Regions from separate parts of the Sus scrofa genome. Here region 1 is linked to region 2. Evidence: chromatin contacts called from public HiChIP or PLAC-seq data. All regions are on one chromosome and are shown on one strand. Each heading gives the region's core, a stretch centred on a gene start, on an enhancer-like site or on the middle of the called end of the contact. The rest is flanking DNA. Distances are from core to core; before and after follow the strand shown. Region 1 overlaps LOC102163285 (a long non-coding RNA gene). Region 2 has its middle 160 kb from the start of NAMPT.

The links. HiChIP or PLAC-seq counts read pairs in DNA pulled down with a chosen protein or histone mark.
Region 1: a contact with region 2 is called in an H3K27ac HiChIP or PLAC-seq map of alveolar macrophages. The contact joins two enhancer-like sites. A contact is called at or near these places in 1 of 47 Hi-C or Micro-C datasets (embryonic fibroblasts) and 1 of 2 datasets of contacts at active chromatin or transcription factors (alveolar macrophages).

The regions. Positions count from the first base shown.
Region 1 is chr9:106,571,120-106,574,123 of Sscrofa11.1, forward strand. The region is part of intron 2 of LOC102163285 (a long non-coding RNA gene); the gene reads right to left. Among named protein-coding and RNA genes, the nearest start is that of CCDC71L, 27 kb to the left of the region's middle. Within about 2 kb of position 1,317, at least 13 of the 83 cell types and tissues checked have an H3K27ac peak or open chromatin away from gene starts, as enhancers often do. A contact at or near this core is called in alveolar macrophages, where this site is marked.
Region 2 is chr9:106,320,772-106,323,494 of Sscrofa11.1, forward strand. No RefSeq gene overlaps it. Among named protein-coding and RNA genes, the nearest start is that of NAMPT, 160 kb to the left of the region's middle. Within about 2 kb of position 1,355, at least 7 of the 83 cell types and tissues checked have an H3K27ac peak or open chromatin away from gene starts, as enhancers often do. A contact at or near this core is called in alveolar macrophages, where this site is marked.

The DNA.
Region 1 (3,004 bases), core at 67-2,566, 250 kb after region 2:
AAATGATGGGAAATATCAGTGTTTAGGGGTTGACAATGGGACGGAAGGAGTTTGAAAAATAAATAAATAAAATGTCCAGAGAGGCAAGAAGACCACCAGAAAAGACCAATGTCCTGGAAGCCAAGGAAGAGAGAGCTTCTGGAAGGAAGTGAGCAACAAGGTCAAGTGCTGGAAAGACAAGTTTAATAAGGGGAGGATTTTAAAGAGTTAGAAAGTCATTCATGACTCTGTCAGAGCCATTTTACCAGATTGATGAGTTATAAGCCTGATTATGGAGAACTTTAAAGTACATGGACCATGAAGAAATGTAGGAAATGTTTTATATTCTCTTGTGGGGTTAAATAATGAAATGGGTAAAATATAGCATGATCTCTAAGGGGATAGCAAGTTCAGAGGAGAAATTTTCCTTTAATATGGCAGAAACTTTAACATAGTAAAAGACTGTGGAGAAAAAAAAAAAGAAATGATAGAGAAATTGAGAAAAATGGGAAAGAAAAGGGGTTAAAAAGGATCAGAAAGAAAACCAACAGCGAGGTCTAAGGGAAGGTTGTCAGCTATACCGATTGCTTTTTAAAACACAAAAAAAACATAAAAGCAAAAAAATAGCCTGCTGTATTTGTCAACTAGGACATCAAAAATGGCCTTTTTGAGCGAGGTTCAACTGAGTGTTGAAGGCAGAGGCAAGGAGCTGAGACCCGAAGGGAATGGGGGAACTGAGAACAGAAAGTTTTAAGATCATGTGGTCAAGACACTTGCCTGTGGTGAAAGAAAACAGGTCAATTCGCTAAACCCATTATTTCCACCAGGCCCAGGGTCTCCATGAGTGGCCAGTGTACCAGTGACACTGCCTGCTTATTGGACTAGGGTGGGCACTAAAAAAGGGAAGTGAACTTTATAGCATGGATGTCAATCAAGGTGGGGCGCTTAAAGCAATACATACTTTACATGTCATGTATACATGACGTTCCGTTGGTGGAACCTCTTCTTGAGGAAATTAAAAGTTTGCTCATGCAATATTCTGTGATAATCGATATGGGGAAAAGAATCGGAAAAAGAATAGATGTTTATATATGTATAACTGAATTACTTTGTTGTGTAACAGAAATTAAGACAAATATTGTGTATCAACTATACTTCACTAAAATTTAAAAAAAAAGAAAAAAGAAAGTCTGCTCATGGTTCAATGACAGATGCACAGTGACACTATTGGAAGAGAATCGTAAATTTTTGGATTGAGGAAATACGCCCCTTTTTCTTGGAGATTAATTGATCTCCATTATAATTAGCTGTTGAAATAATGTCCAGAAACATACTCTCTGTTAGATTTCCTTTCAGAAATCACATTTCCCCTTTTCTATATTCCTCATTATTTTGAGCCAAGTATAGGAAAGCAAAGGGTCATTAAGAAGCCTATAAACCAAACACTTTTGTTTACACCTTCATGATCTCAGAATAGCTAAATAATAGTCGATACCAAAAAATAAAGCTAAATAAGTCACCAATTATTGATGAGGTCTGACTTGTTTTTGAAACAGCTCACTCATCCAGTAAGTATGGGCCCTTGTAATTACGTCCTTAAAGCTAACCAGGGTTTTCAAAAGTCAAGTGTAACCATGGGCTGTGGCTTTTATTAGTCACAGCCTCCAGGAGTGTTGATTCAGCTGAGCAGGAAGCGACAGGAGGATTCACTCTGACTTGTTAAGAGTCATGCATGGGGGAGGGTCTGGGACTGTGTAGAAGATGAACAAAAATAAGCAAGTAATTTAAAAAAAATTTTTTTTACTATGATTAAGAAAGGAGCATTTTTTTTTTACTATGATTAAGAAAGGAGCATTTATTTTTCTTCTGCTGTAACTGTTCAGTTTCATAATGGGTTATGAACTTGGTTACATTCTTTTAATGATATTTGAGCAGAGCAAGAGCAGGGAGGAAATTACCAAGCATGACTGCAGGCAATTGCTGACAAATACATTTGCATCATTTAAAAATATTTAACGCCCTCTGCCTTTGTTGTGCAAGAGTATACTACCAGTTCATTATGATTTTTAATTGGTACAACTCAAGTTGCTGAGTGCCACGTCTTGTCTATTGGAGGCGAAAAAAACAAAACCATCATTAATGAAAAATCTCAAACAAGGTTATGTTCGTCAGTGCGGAGATGGGCTGCCTTTCTAAATATTTGAGAACAGTCTAAAAACTTTAAGGGTGTAAAATTTAAATTAATTTAGGAATTAATTGAAAGAAAAAATTAAGAACTTTAATTGTAAAAATACACGCAGAAGCCAAAGTTAACTTGAGATAAAAATTTTTAGCCTTAAAAATCTTTTGGGCATGGATAGACAATCTGAGAGAAAAAAGTTTTTTAAATCCCACTTCCACTGCATCTCATCCACTCCACAACCTAATAGAGTGCCTGAGAAACATTTATTGAGGACAAATGTGAGTCAGTTATTTGCTAGGGGATGGGGACACAGGGATGAGTAAGGTACCTACTTTCTTTTTTTCTTGGCTTTTTAGGACATCACCTGCAGCACGTGGAAATTCCCAGGCTAGGGGTTGAATCAGAGCTGCGGCTGCCAGCCTATGCCACAGCCACAGCCACACAGGGTCTGAGCCACATCAGCACCCTACACCACAGCTCACAGCAATACCAGATACTTCACCCACTGAGCAAGGCCAGGGATCGAGTTCACATCCTCGTGGATACTAGTCAGGTTCATTACTTCTGAGCCACAATAGGAACTCCCTGAAATTTTTTTCAATGTGCTTTTTTTAAATTATCTTTTTACATTCTTTTCCTTTATTTATGGTTTACCACAGGATAGTGAATATAGTTCCCTGTGCTATACAGTAGGACCTTGTTCAACCATCCTACATATAACAGTTTACATCTGCTAACTGTAAATTCCCAGTGCTCCCCTCCCCCACTCCACCCCCTTGGCAACCACAAGTCTGTTGTCTATGTCTGTGAGTCTGTTTCTGTTTCATAGCTAAGTTCATTTGT
Region 2 (2,723 bases), core at 105-2,604:
CGGCTTGTCTGGGAGGCTGGGTTCCACCTGCTTTCATGGCAGCCCAGCTCCAGGTGGTGAGGTTGGGGGAAAGGGACCTGAACTCTTACTCACCTCCTATTATTCCCTTTCTATATCCCAAGCCCATGAGCTGCAGATAAGTTCTTCCTTTTAGAAATCTCCAAACTCCCAATACTGTCTCCAGAAAACTCTGCTCACATAGTAGGACCCCTGGCCAGTCTTCCCTGGGGAAGAACTTTCTGGTCTCAGGCACCCCCTCTCCAACTCTCACCATCTCTCCTTCTGTGGGCATCTTGCACCCTCTGAATGCCACAGCTATCAGCTTAGCCAATGGCCATTCTCAGGTTATTCCATGGGCTAATCTCCCCAGCTAGAAGGCAGACTCTTAAAGGAACAGGATCCCCTGTCCCTCCCTTCCTTCCGTATTTTAAATACGAGGGTTTGACCTTGCCCTTGACTTTGGGACAGACAATTCCTGGTGAATAGGGCATAACAGTTCCTGCCCTAACACAAGGTTCAGTTTGGTGGTGGTGGTGGTAGAGGGAAAATATGATGAGAAAATACGCAATTGTAGTAGACCACAGCCGGGGACAGAAATTCACCCATTCATTTATTCATTCACTCATCCCACAAATGTATACAGGGCTGGAACTATGTTAGCCATTGGGGAATACAACTGCTGCGGGCAGAGCCTGTCCTCACCTGTTCACCATCCAGGAAGGGGAAGCCAGGATTAGAGAGCCAAGGGTGGTCAATAGCCTATATTCAGAAGGTGAGATGGAAACAAAGTCCTGAAGCTGCGAGATAAGGGTGATGAACACCAGTTACATGGAAATGAGCAGAAATTGAAGCTGCCGGGACACTTTAGCTCCCCCTTCCTTCTATGTGTTTCTAATCCAGACTTTCTTACTGGGGAAAAATAAAACCAAGAAACAAACCATGCTGTCTGTACATCTGTCATGTTGCACAGGGAAGGGCATCTCCCTCTCCAGGCTAGAGTTGTCTCTGGAAGTGCCTTCCCATGGTGGAAATTCCCAGAGAGCCCACTGGCATGGAAGGAGATATCTGTGTTTTTCTAGAACAGGAGGGGCTAACTTTCCCCTGGAACCTGCTACAAACTGCATTTATATTCCACCCACAGGAGTCCTTTGCTCCTTGATGTAAGAACGTCTTTCATGGAATGGGTTTCTCCATGGGAAGGAACACAGCAAAAAGGTACCAAGACCAGCCCTTGATCCCTTATTTCCACTACCAGCTAAATGGCAGGTTCCTCTCCAGGTACAAAGGTGGGGACCCAGACAAAGCCTGCGTCCTGCCATAGCTCTGGAGCTCTGCGGGGATTTCCACCAGCTCCCTGTCTGTGTCACTCAGTGTAGGGTGTTCCCAGCACGGCTCCCCGCCTCCACGCACCTCCTCCGCACCCCCAGGAGAATTCTGCTGTGTGAGGATGAATCGGCAGAATTTGCCAACAGTTGAGTCGAGGCAGGCATCTGGGTCCCAGTTGGGAGCTGCAACTGTCTCTCCTCCCCTTGGCAGGCAATCTCTCTGCCTAAGAATTGCCTTCCTGGGAGTTCCCATTGTGGCTCAGTGGGATAGGAACCCAACTAGCATCCATGGGGATGAGGGTTCGATCCCTGGCCTCACTATGTGGGTTAAGGATCTGGTGTTGTCGTGAGCTGTGGTGTAGGTCATAGACACAGCTCAGATCCCACGTGTCTGTGGCTATGGTGTAGGCCAGCGTCTGCAGCTCTGATTCAACCCCCTAGCCTGGGAATCTCCATATGCCAAGGGTGTGGCCCTAAAAAGCAAAAAAAAAAAAAAAAAAAAAAAAAAAAAATTGCCTTCCTGCTCAGTCCCTATGTCACATGCTCCTAGCCATTCTTCAGCTCTGTCCCCACTGCTGGCGCCGCTCAGGAAGAAGGGCAGGGAGGTTCCAACTCCCCAGGGTGAGTCCTTTGTGGCCCACACGGCTCTACAGACATGCCCGCAACATTACAGGCATGAGAACACAGCGCCGCCCAACAGCAACTGAACCCCCAAAACACTGATTTACATTTTCTACAGAATTAAGTGATTCTTTAGAGGTGGTGTGGACTCTTCAGAGAGAGGGATGTTGGCCTGAGGCTGGAGTAGATGGGCCCAGTTTTACAAATCATTTCTTCTCTGTGGCTGACCTTCTATGGCATAACACAAGGCCTTTGTTTTTCCTTCAGTTTGAGAACTTTCCCTTCTGACCTTGCTTTGCATAAGATACCTATGAAAGGTCAAAGATAAAGCCGCTGACAATCCCAGCATCTCACTGGAGACAGACATTTTTATCACCTCTCATCAGGGTGAGTCACCAAGGGGATATTTTGATTCCATCTCCTTTCCTTTTTTTCACATCCCCTCCTGTGTGATGTGAACAAGCCAGGAAATTTTTGCTTTCTTAATAATACATATCTTATTATGAGGCTTATAGCATCCTGCTAGGGTGAGCAGAGAAAGTCTTACCCCAATTTTTCAGATGGGGAAACTGAGGCTCAGAGACGTTGCACAACCTAGCCAAAGTTGCCCACGTGGAAAGTGGGAGAATCTGGTCTGAATTTTTTCTTTTTCTTTTCATTCTTTCTTTTCTTTTTTCTTTTTTTTTTCCTGCAGCATATGGAAGTTCCCAGGCCAGGGTTCGAATCCGTGCCACAGCTGTAACCAGAGCTACAGCAGTGACAACACCAGATCCTTAA